Linked DNA regions of Mus musculus: region 1 is linked to region 2. Evidence: chromatin contacts called from public promoter capture Hi-C data. All regions are on one chromosome and are shown on one strand. The core of a region is the stretch at or near the end of the contact, and the rest is flanking DNA. Distances in the headings are between cores, read along the strand shown.

Region 1 (6,045 bases), core at 1,262-3,761, 790 kb after region 2:
AAGACACAACCTCAGGGCTAAGGGAGCCTAAGGCAGCGCTCCTTCAGTGAGGCTGGCTGGGGACCAACTCCAAACAACTAGTCCCTAGAACTACCTCCCTATAGGCAGAAGACTCTTTGGACTTTGCCACATCTACAGCTATTCTATAAATTCAAGAATTAGGGTGACTCAACTTGTCTCACACAGACATTTCCCATCTTCTATGAGCTCAGCCCCATGGTCAGCAGAGCCATAGAATGCAGGATGCCAGTGTGGGTGAAGTCCTTAGCAATTCCAACATTTGCTGAAGAGCAATACACCTGGTGACGTCCACACCTGTTTCCTTTGCAGAACGACATATAACCTGACTTCTACAGCTTGAAAAGAGCGGCAGCTGCATTTACGAGTTGGTTGCCATGGTGAATCATATAATTTAATTTCCACAAATTTACATTGTGCCTCTGAAAAGAGAACCCTGGATTCACAATGAGAGGCCACCATCTGCCTGAACATTGACTTTGACCCACAAATGGGTGCTTCATGTCTTAAGCACATTACAGAGAATGGCCAGGACCTGTGGGTACCATTATGCAGTCACCAGTATACTGATGCCATAAGAAATACTTCCATAACAAACATGCATGCCAGGTAACAGATGTGAAACCCACTGTACTATCAACCTCCGAGACTGGACTTAGTGGGAATAGTCAGCAGGACCCCAGATGACTTTAGAAGCCCATTTCACGAGTTACTAATTCTGTTCAAAGGATGTTAGCACTCTATTCCACCTCCTCTGCATCTAGAAAGCAAATTTCATTTAGAGTTATCTTTGATCACTAGATGTTCACATACACACACACACACACACACACACACACACGCACGCGCACACACACACACACACACACATGCACACACACGCATACTCTTTAATAATTATGTTTATCCAAACACTTCTCCCCAGCATAGGCTGATGCAGACAAACAGAAAACAAAACAAAAGCCTCGGTAAAGTCCAGGCAGAAGCTGGACACGAACCCAGAATATCCCGACCACGCACACTGTGAGAAATGCTCTCAAGGAGTCAGCCTGATGCGCAGTTCACTGCTTGACACTCAGAATGTGTTCTTTCTCAACCCAGACCTTTAAAGAAAAATCAGAATCCAGAAAGCCTTGCTACTCAGAGCACACAGCTTTCCAGAAGAGAGGCTCTAAACAAGAAAAGAACCAAGCTGAAAGCCCTGGGCTATGGGAGCCTCACAGCTCTGTGAATATAGTCTGTTAAACTTATGCAGCCCCGTGCCATTAACTGACTAAGACAATGAAAACGGGGGGGGGGGGGGTGGCAGTCAGTGTGAGAACCTTTCTCAGTCACTGATGCGGCAGCACCTGAAGATTGACAGTCTCCGTCCTGGCTGGCAGGAGTGAGCCTTACCCTGGAGTTGCTATCCAGGAGACAGCGGGAGGTGATGGTGTTCAGGAACGCCTCGTGTGCTGCAATAATGTGGTCCAGGTCCTGGGCCTGCTGCACTCTGTTCCACAGCTCATCCCAGGAGCACTCGAGAACCTGAAAGGACACGTGGAGACTCTGGGGGGGCCTGCTCACCTCACCGCTGCACCACACTGCGGCTAGCTGACTCACCTCAAAGGTGATGTAGTACTGCATCTGGTGGATGAAGTGCACCATCTCTGAGGCCAGGATGTGGCACTGGTGAAGCACCCCAGAGAACTCTGCAAAAGATGGAGTGTCATCAGGGAAGGGAGGTCCTGGTGCTAGTACAGACCCCCGTGCCCACAAGCTGCCTGCTAACAAAGCCATAAGTAAGCCTCATTCCAGATGCCAGAGACCAGAAGCTCTCCACCCACTCTTGTGCATTAGCGAAAGGACTAGACTGAGAGTGCTTGCTTTAAAGCATATGGACTTGACTTCATGTCCCCAGTACCCATGTAAAGGCCTGAGCATGGTCGTGCCTATAACTCCAGTATTAGAGGGCCAAGGAAGATCTCAGGGGCTGGCCGGCTGACAGCCAAGAGAGTAAGGTACATCCTGATAGAGAATACCGGCTGTCCTCTTCTGGTGCTCATTCGTTGGCACACACATACACACGTACACACATATACGTACATATACATACGTACACACACATTTCACACAGCTAAGTATAAAAGTTTATTTTATAGAAACGAGCATCATGCATAAATAGAAGCCTTATTTTATATCTTATATGCAACCAGTCCATCTACTATGCAAGGAATGGCTATTTCTCCCTACTCATTCTGAGACAAGAGGGTCTCGGGGTGGGCCCTAATTCAGTAAGAAAAAAGGCAGGATCCCAGGGAGCTGATATGCATGTGCAGAATGCCGCCAGCATCGGCAGCCAGAGGAAGCAGGAAAGGCCTCCCTCGCTCCACAGGGAGCAGAACAGCACTGGCTTTGGCTACATTTTTAATTTCTGGCCTGTAGGATGTTTAAAGAGGCTCTGAGGAACTGTGGCTCCAGGAGAGAGGATGACATCAAAGAAGACACATCTCCAGGGTTACAGAGGCACTGCTGTCTTGGTGCAGTGAGCATGTGTGCTCAAGAGAGGACAGATGGAAGCACGGTCCCAAATGAAAAACAAAATAAAAGCAAATAAAAAAGTCGTAAATGCTTTAATGAATTTAACGTAGCCCAGAGCATACACATAAACCAGTGTATGAGCGCACACAGTCACATGAGCAGGCAGTAGCAAGTCTGGCCCTAAGAATCTGATGAGGGCTCAGGAAAGCATTCCTTTGGAAAGTAAGAGGGAAACACAAATGGCAGATGCTGCTCCTGGGCTTCCTAATGAGACTGCAGGACACTGCAAAACTGCCCTCTGGTCATGATGTAGCCGAGCCATCTTCCAATCAGAGCAGCTGTCATTATCCTGACTCTTGAAAGGTCAAGCCCACTAGCAGTTCCTGGGGAAGAGGTCTACAACAGCACTGAGTCCTCTCAGCCCTTCCCTGAGGAATACAAGCAATTACTAATCACTGGAGGAGAGAGGAACTCTCCTTTGTTTCCAAGCCACTTGGAAGGTGTCCTTACTCCTGTGTGTGATCCCAATTAAGTTCAGTGGTTCACCAACCTCAATTTCAGTGGGATCCTGCTCTTGCCTACTCCATCTGAGGTGAACAGACTCACCAGGAAGAGTCAGGCAACAGATGTGTACAAAGAGGTTTTGTGTAGAGGCAGGCCGTCCAGGGACTCCCCATGGACAGACCCCAGGGTCCCCACGCTTCCCTGGTCAGAAGTCACAGCTTATTTGTTAGAAATGTATCTACACCTTCCTTACAAAACACCAGACTTCTTATGGCTGCCGTGAAGACCCCAGACAGCGGAAGAGAGCTGTGTGTCCACATCACGGGTGCCATTTCCCCATGGCTATATGTAGCCATCAGCCAGGAGTGTGCCCACCCAGCACAGGACCCTCAGAAGAGTAGCCCACTCCACAGGTCTGCTCCACAACTTGGAATTCTATCCACGAATACAGCTGATCTGCAGCAATTTTCTTTGACTAGAAACAGTCCCACCAGACAGAGGAGGGACGTGAGACAGTAAGTAAACTTCCACAGTCCAAAGAAGCTGGAAGGTCCATCTTTACAGGAGCAGTAAACAACTGGTAGGGAGGAGGCTTGCCAACCTGCCGAGTAGCCTGCATATCTGTTCCCACACAGAGGACATAGCTACTCTGTAGGCATTATTTTTTACAACCTACTTTAACAAGGGTTCGACCAGACCTCTTGCCTACCACCCACCAGAGCTCCAGGAACGAGCTTGGGTTAGCAGTACCCAAGCCAGGATGGGTTTTTCAGGGCTGCAGCTGCATTTGAGTCACATGTGCTCCTTCAAGTAGCCCCTCACCAGTACCAACCCCAATAAACTCACTGGTTTCCTAAGTTGGACTCAAGGACACTGTTAATTTGGTCTGTCTTGGTTCCCTGTCTAGAGTGACAGACATCTGTTCCGATCTCCCTGGGAAGATGTCACACAGTGACGCCCATGCATCTGACAAGGAGGGTATGCTTCCTAGTTCTCTTGAAGGCCCAGAACAGTGTGGTTTTCTTCCCTGAAACCAGGCATTCTAACCCAATTCTCTAGCCATACAGCTGACTTCTGTTTCCCACACAGAGGACATAGCTACTCTGTAGGCATTATTTTTTACAACCTACTTTAACAAGGGTTCGACCAGACCTATTGCCTCCCACCCACCAGAGGTAGTAGAAAAGAAAGGTTATTAGGATATGAGGGAAGTAGACATGTTTAGAAATAGTTCTTTGGATCATCTCCAACCTTCATTGTCAGGATATCAGCAGTCCAGTCCTCTAGCAAACACCAACACAAACCAGCAGCAGCAGTCCAGTCCACTTGGCAGTCACCACTCATGAATCAGCAAGGGTTGTTCAATCCAGAAGAAACCACCAAGCTCACCAACCCACCACTGAGGAAGCGGCAAGAAGCCACAGGAACTTCACAAGAAGCTCTTTGGCCAGTTTCTCTCTATGGCATCACCACAAGCAGAGCTCAGCAACACAGTGTAAGGTGAACCAATACATGTGTGTGAATTAGAGAAGAATAGCGAGGCAGAGCAAAGCAAACCAATGCTCGGCCTGCCCCCCACCAACCCCCACTCCTGCCCCGTCTGTGGGGTCATATTTATATTCCTTCTAAATATCACGTGTCTGCTGCAGTAAAACATCTTCCCACCTGTGTCTGCTTCAGCAACAGATTCTCTCATGTGTCTGCTTTAGCAAAACATCCTTTCATCTGTGTGCCCCAGCAAAACATCATTCGACATACTGACTTTCCAAAGAGACCAGAAGTTTCCACTTCACCACCCTCTGTCAAGAGGCACTCAGGTATGTGTGGTTGTGCCCCCAGAGGACATCACTCTGCAGATCTACTCTGAGTTGTCACCAAGAGCTGGAAGGAAAGGACTCTGTCTCTCCCACCTTGATGGTAGCTGTTCCAGGGGATCCTGAGCACAGCAGTGTACCCTAAAACATCCTTGTGTGCTGGGATATGTCACCTCACATTTCTGCATGTTGAGTACATTCTGCAGCAGCCCCCAGGCTGGGCAATCCAGGAGAAACTGTTGGCACCGTCACTTACCCCAGTATTCAAACCCTGCCCACAGACCCGCATGACCAGGGCCACACCCACCAGAGTTAACACACATGTTCTTTCTTCCGTTTTCACTATATGATGGACACAGTTTTCTTCCTAGGCAAACCTGTCCTCACCCTGTGGAGGAGACATTCTTCTATGGTGACACTGAGATCACTGCCTGGGGAAAACGGAGTTGAGGACACGGCCTCTCTGGGCATGACTGGGGCCTGTTACCCCCATGGCTGTCCTTCTGGCAGCTCTGCGAGACTCTAAAGAGCATGGACTTGATTCAAAGCCCTTCATCCCTGAAGATATAAACTTGTACCTATTATCCCTTAACTCTGCCCAGCACCCTGAAAATGCATACAAAATGCACGCTTAAATCGTGACTAGCCCAGAAGAACCATCAGGACTGTAAGAATGAGCTTGGTCAACACCACACGGAGGTGCAATGAACACACAAGTGTGCCCTGCTGGGTTTACACACAAAGTGAGGAATTACAGGCTGGAGACATGGCTGCACGGTTAAGAGCACTTCCTGTTCTTGCAGAGGATAGAGATTCAACACCCACATAACAGCTCACAGCTGTCAGTAATGCCAACTTCAGGACAGCGACACCCTCTTCTAGCTAGGAAGCCATCAGGCACACACAGGGTTCACATACACACATGCAGGCAAATACTCATGTTAACATAAAAACCAATAATGTCCACCCTTCCCTCCTGCTTGCCTAGAAGCTAGACAGATTCATTCCTGGCTGTCTGCTGCCCTCTAAAGGCCACTGAAAGACCTACAGTGTGAGCAGAACCAGCGTGGCCCAGGCATGGTCCAGGCGTGGTCAGCAGGGCATACCTGCAGCAGTCCTTACCAACCCTAAGTCCAAGATCTCTTTTTAAAGAAATTCCTCAAAGTAGTTTCACAACAGCTTCAAAGTC
Region 2 (6,038 bases), core at 136-2,635:
CTCACCTGTCTCCTGCCATGCTTAGGAAGCCCTGGACTTGTTTGTTTCTGTTCTACATCTCAAAGAAGTTCTGCAGATTGTGAGGGGGTGGAAATTAGCAAGACTGTGTAAGAACCTTGTGAAGATGTTAATACTGGTCAATACTGGCATCAAGGGGTCTCCATCAAAGGGCAGACACGGGAGACGACCCAGACCTGGTCTGAGTAATGACTCAAAGGTGCTCTGTGGGCCCAGTTTCTTGGTTCTGGCCGTGGCACTGTGGGCTGGGAGCATGCACACACCTTCCCTCGGAACTCACTGGGGACCTGAGCCCTGGGCTGTTTGGGACCTGGGTCCCTGCCTCTGCCGAGCCCAGGTGTTCCTGCAGCTCAGTTCTGCCCTGTGGCAGGGTTCTGCTCTTGGCGGATTGGAAAAACTGAGAGCAAGGGAGCCTTGCTAGGCAGTCCCTGGTTTCCCCACCCTCCACATGCAAGACAGCGGCCAGTTCCTCCACACCTGGCTGTGCTTGCTGCCTCAGTGATGGCTGATAAACAGCTTCACCCCAGGGAGCAGTAGCTCCCAGGATAATTAATTTCCTTCATATTATGCAGCCACCAGCTTTTATTTCTGTAAAAGTTGCCATGTTTGCAAGAGCTGCTTCTTATACACATCCTCTTGGTTATTAAATGCCAACCACATTTGTTTACAAATAAAACCAAGTTAATGAAATACTGCATCTACATTAGCAAGAGCTGAGAGCACTGCGGCCTCCGCAGGCTCCAGAGCCTTGTGCTGGCCTTCAGTGGTGTACCTCAGGGAGGGTCCCCACAGAGCATTGCAGTTAGAAAGGGGACCATCTCCAGCAGCTCACTTCCCAGCCCTGACCTACTTGGGATTCTTGCAACACCTGGAAAATACTGAAACATATGGCAGTTTCCAGCAAGGAGCAAAAGGAAGGTTGTCACTGTCACAGCCCCCTTCCAAGGGCATGCTTGCACTGTGATAAGCAGAAGGGGCCCACTCTGAGGATGGAGGCATAGGACTCACAGGGCCTTGTTCCTTCTCCTGTGGATAGAGGGGACCTTGTTTTGTTCATGGTTGCACCCTAGTAGTGTTTGCGAAAACACTCCCAGAAAACAAAAGTCACATGGCGAAATTTAAATATATGATCCTGCTCCCAAGCTCACCACGCTTTCAGGAAGGAGCAACTTGGATTCTAACTTGAGGCTTCAGAACAGTACCTTACACAGGGGAGATTTCCCCAGCCCATTAGTGTGCTTGGCCCCCTCTCTCCATACCCAGTCCATAGAATGAGGTGCTGTGTAACCCTTTTATGACCTTGAGCTTCAAAATGATGTCACAATAAGCAGGGACTGGTTTCCTTCTGTCCACCCTGACCTCCAGCTACTTGTGAGCCGTAGACAAGAAGCTGAGGTAGCCAGTTCGTGGCTTAACCAAAACATTGTTCCTTCTTAGAGGCTACCAGAGAGGCAGTGCACAGACCTCAGTTCTGGAACTGATGGACAGGTTGGTGACTACCCCTCCACCCTGAGGCCAGGAGAAGCCCTCAAAGTTTGGCCTGTTAATTCTCTAGTACCCGTACAAAACGCCCCAAAGATGGCCACACTGCCACCCTGTGCTGAGGTGTCCTGACTGACCTGTCTTCAGGTGTGAATACTCGGAGGTCCCTGTGTGCTGAGGTGGCCTAAGCTATCTTTTAAGTGTACAACTCCTGTACTCCCTGTGCTGAGGTTTCCTGTCTTCCAGGCATATTTGATCCCTGTATCCCCCGCCAGCTGCTACCATGAAAGACACCAAAGAAATCAAGAGGTCCCCACCACATCTCCTGAAGAAGTTTGCAGGTAACATGGAAGAGACTCTTGGGGCTGTTTGCATGGAGAGTTTGGCTGTCGTGCCGTCTGGCTTATCTGATCAAGGAAAGCAGGGACGTGTGTTTCCAGGTTACCCCATGGAGCCACCTTGAGATCTCTGAGTCTTGAGCCATTACAGAGCAGCCCCTTGGGATTTCTCACACTAGCTCAAGAAACAACAGGGAGTCCCAGGGCTTTTGGTTGGTTATACTCTTCAGTCACTTTAAAGCTCTCATCTCTCGGAAGTGGCTTTTATAGAATACGTTCTTTTTTACAACAAGGAGCACGCTTCTCCTCCCCACTAGGTATGTAAGCAGGCATTAGACACTTGACCCTGGGTGTGGAAGTCGTGCAAAAATATGATTTTCTCAAAGGCACGTTGACTGTGCATGGTATAATTGCATTTACTTTAAGTCAGGCAGGAAAACCTTCTAGAATTGCGTGCTTCGCAGGAGGAGCCTCAGACCACTGGGGACTGTCACCTTCCCTCCCAAATCTCACTGTTTGAAACTTCCTTTTTTTTCTCTCCTCAATGGTGCATGTATTTATGCATTGCTATTATGCCATATGACATGGAGAAGCAGAGAAGAAATGTGTTCATCTTTTGTTTGTCTCCCTTGGAAGGCAGGCCAGGCGTGTTTCTATGGGATTCCCTGAAAGAAAGCCAACTTCTCCCTCGAGGCTGGGAGTGGGAGGGGAGGCTCAGCCACGGTGGGGTTGGGGAGGCATTAGGTCATGCTGGGGCCAGACACCTCCACAGGCCAAAGACTCTTAAAAGGACCGATTGCGATATCTGATTCAGAACAAGGAAGCCATGCCGGAGATGTAGGCAGACTGGAGCCACAGAGAGCAGCAGAAACTACTGGGCCAAATCAGAGCGGCTGCTCTGTATGTTTGGCTGGGATCCAGTGGCTCTGTCGTCTCCCACTGGGAGAGCAGTAGCTATAACAAAGGGTGGAAAAACTCTGTCCTTAAGGTCCTTGTGTGCAGCCTCTTGGTCTCCATCTACAGCTAGGAGCCCTGGGGAACTGTCTTCATGGGGTGGGATCAGTACCTACCTACCTCTGCAAGAGGTTCCTGGGAGCTGTTGGACACTGGCCCTGAAAACCTAAGCTTGGAGCTGGGACACCCCACTGCAGGTTTCAGGGGGCAGCTGAGAGGAGACCACAGGATACAGGTAAGCTGTGTCTTGGGGCAGGAGGCTGTTTTAGGGGTGCATAACGTATCTAGGGACTGTTGAGCTGTAGCCCTGGGGCATGAAATGATCCCCGCTTGGTGTCCAGATTTCCTGGTGTTCCCAAGCTGTGGACCTATGCTTTGCCTCCACGGTAAATGACAGGGACCACACTCCTATTGTTCCTTTGAGCCTCAAAGGCTTGTTGGGAAAATGTAGAGAGGTGAAGCTATGTTTTCTTTCTACAGTGTTGGGATTTTTTGGATAACAATGCATTCACATTTCAACAGCTTTGTTGGCAGACTTGGTCTGGCACATTCACTTTCTCAGCCAACTGAGCACAGGTTCTTAAAGTTCAGTTGTAACTATTAATATCAGTCTTCAGATCACACATCACACAGTAAAACACCTCTGTGAATATATTATATGATATGTTAATATTTATTATATATAACATTAATTTTATTAATTATACAATAAATTATATATAAATAATAAATATATTAATATAACATACATTAATATATACTGATTATATATGTGTACATATATGTGTGTAAGATATATATACAAACAGAGGGGGGCAACACAGGGCTACACAGGGCTCAGGAGAGTTCAAGGACTTCCAAAGAGGGACAAGAGCAGAATCTGGGGCTGCTGATAGAGATACAGAGGCTTGGGGTCGGGATAGAGTTGAGCTACAGCAGCAGAGTTGAGCTGCGGGCACAAGGTATGGTGGAGACTGGAACAGCGAAAGGTGACACTGAACGGTGCACTGACAACTGAGATGACATCATCGGTCGGCACCCAACCGAGACAAAGCCCCTGAGACCGCTGGGAGTTCTCTGTTGGTCCAGATGCACACTGGGGTGGCCAGGAAACAGGTCAGTGATTCTGCTGCTACCACAGTGTGAGGTGTCCTTGAATGGTCCAGGTGAGGGAGTTACACCTTCCCTGTGGTGTGTCCAGCAAGCTCTTGGTCTGATCTTAAGAGCATCCATACATCCTGATATCGCTTTTATCCTGATATCTTCCCATAGTCTGTGCATGTAACACCATGGACACATCTCATTTATTTTTGAAAAATGTACAGGACAGTATCCTTTCTACTTTTAGAGTTAAGTCCCACCTGGGTAGCTCCTGTCACCTGGTGCTGCCGTTCACCCAGATTCACAGTCTTCCTTCATCCTCAACGTGAAGTCTCTCGGGGCAGGGCAAAGCCTGAAGAGCTTTGCCACTGCTTTACATAATAGATCAACCCAGAGCAGAACAGAGCCTGCCGTCTACCCACATGGAGGCACAGAGGCTGCTAGGACACCTGGCAGAGAAGAACCCAGCTAGTCCACGTCGGCCCTGTTAAGTGTTCTTCCAGACCCTTGTTCTGCCTGGTCTCCTGCCTGTCTCTCACAAAGCATCTTGGGAGGGACCCATGGATGCCAAGTGTCTCCTAGGCCAAGTAGGCATGGGCTAGCCAGCTCTTAAACCACCCTGTCATGAGAGACCATTGTGAACTTCCCTACCTGAGTGTTGGGGACCTAATTTGAGTCCCTACAAGATATTCACCTTTAGCCTTGGAGCCATCTCTCCAGTGCCAACTTTTGTCTTTTGGATTCAGCTTCTAAATTCAGGAGCAATGCTCAACCCTCGGGGCTAGCTAGAGCTCAGACTGTACCTCAGTGTGCACATTGCACAGAGTGACCTGGCCACCCTGGCACGTCACGTGTTAGCCCTCTTGGATGCCTGGGGGAGCCCGTGCCTGGCTTGTCACTGCCTTATCACCCTGATCCTCAGCCACCCTTGTATTATGCTCGGTAATTAACTTCATATTATTTTGTTCAGAAATTTAATTCTCATCCTCGTTTCAAAGCAGGATTCTCATAATGAATAATGGAATTAACAGACCCGCGGTTCAATCTGGCAGACTCCCAGTGCACCCCACCCCCATGCCCGCCTTGTTTTTTGCCAAGTCAGTGCTGTGTCTGTGCCTTGCAGTGTGTGACATCCCTCTGTATGACATCTGTGACTACAATGTCACCAGGGAGCGCTGCAGGAGTCTCGACTGCTGTTTCTACAGGGGCGTCTGCTACGAGAAAGCTGTTCCCAGTGAGTGATCCAACCCTGGTCCTTGTCCACTGTTTATGTCACCACAACCTCACACAGCACAACCTCACATACCTCTGCTCTGTGCGGAGTGGAAGGGGTTTCTCACCACAGTCCTTCCTGGAAAAGGCTGGGATTATGAACACTGGGTGTGAGAACGTCCCTTCCAAGACAGCTGCTGGACAGGGCGCTGCTGGCTGCAGCCAGCTAGAGTCTGATTGGGCCGGGCTGGTGGTGTCTTAGCCAAGGACCGTGGGGACAGCCGAGGGACACGATATGACTGGGTTTCTCCTGAGGTCATTTTAGCACCACACTAAGATCAGGCCTGGGCTATCCAAGGAGCTGCAGGGCTGGCTGCCTTGCTCCTGATGAGCCATTTCTAGACATCCAGGTATCTGTGAGGAGTGGGAAAGAACAAAAGAAGCAGCTAACCAGGTCGTTGTAGTGAAGGGTTGTGTCCATTCTGCCCATGGACATGTTTTCCCATGTCAGGACTTGGGCCTTCTGAACTTCTAGGGTTTTCTAAAGCACCACCTCCAAACCTTCATTAAATTTCACTTGGAGACTCATTTATGTCCTCACTTTCAGAATGGTAATTATGGAAGCTGTGTGGGATGCATCCACCCTTAATTTCCATCAGAGAACAGGGGTAAACACTCCAAAGCCAGGAAAGACCATACTGGCCACGCTGTAGGTGGGGACCCTTGCTGTGCTGGCCTCCAGCCCCTGTCCCTCTGCACAATGCTAAATGTTCTTGGGCCCCTCCTTTCCTCTTGTTCCTTTTACTAAGTCCCCAGGTAGAGTGAATTCTTCCACACAGTACTCTGTTCCCTTCCCTGGGTATGTATGTGGCTTTGGAAGTCAGGGAATTAGTGATCAATGTGACCTACCTACCGGATATGCCATACCACACC

What was found. Promoter capture Hi-C pulls out the DNA fragments that hold promoters and counts their contacts.
Region 1: a promoter capture Hi-C map of hippocampal neurons shows a contact between it and region 2, with 8 times the contacts expected there. The contact joins the enhancer-like site here to the promoter of Tex29 in region 2. A contact is called at or near these places in 5 of 39 promoter capture datasets (cranial neural crest, frontonasal cranial neural crest, hippocampal neurons and 2 more), 2 of 484 Hi-C or Micro-C datasets (both in cortical neurons), 1 of 115 datasets of contacts at active chromatin or transcription factors (large pre-B cells) and 4 of 9 other capture datasets (adipose tissue, embryonic stem cells, liver and 1 more).

The regions. Positions count from the first base shown.
Region 1 is chr8:12,623,405-12,629,449 of GRCm38.p6, forward strand. It overlaps Tubgcp3 (tubulin, gamma complex associated protein 3), which reads right to left. Exons shown (of 22, transcript NM_198031.1): 18 at 1,621-1,709; 19 at 1,414-1,545. Among named protein-coding and RNA genes, the nearest start is that of Tubgcp3, 46 kb to the right of the region's middle. Within about 2 kb of position 2,512, at least 3 of the 459 cell types and tissues checked have an H3K27ac peak or open chromatin away from gene starts, as enhancers often do. A contact at or near this core is called in hippocampal neurons, where this site is marked.
Region 2 is chr8:11,839,136-11,845,173 of GRCm38.p6, forward strand. It overlaps Tex29 (testis expressed 29), which reads left to right and starts at 1,386. Exons shown (of 7, transcript NM_029326.1): 1 at 1,386-1,506; 2 at 1,747-1,841; 3 at 5,017-5,127. The coding sequence starts at 1,784.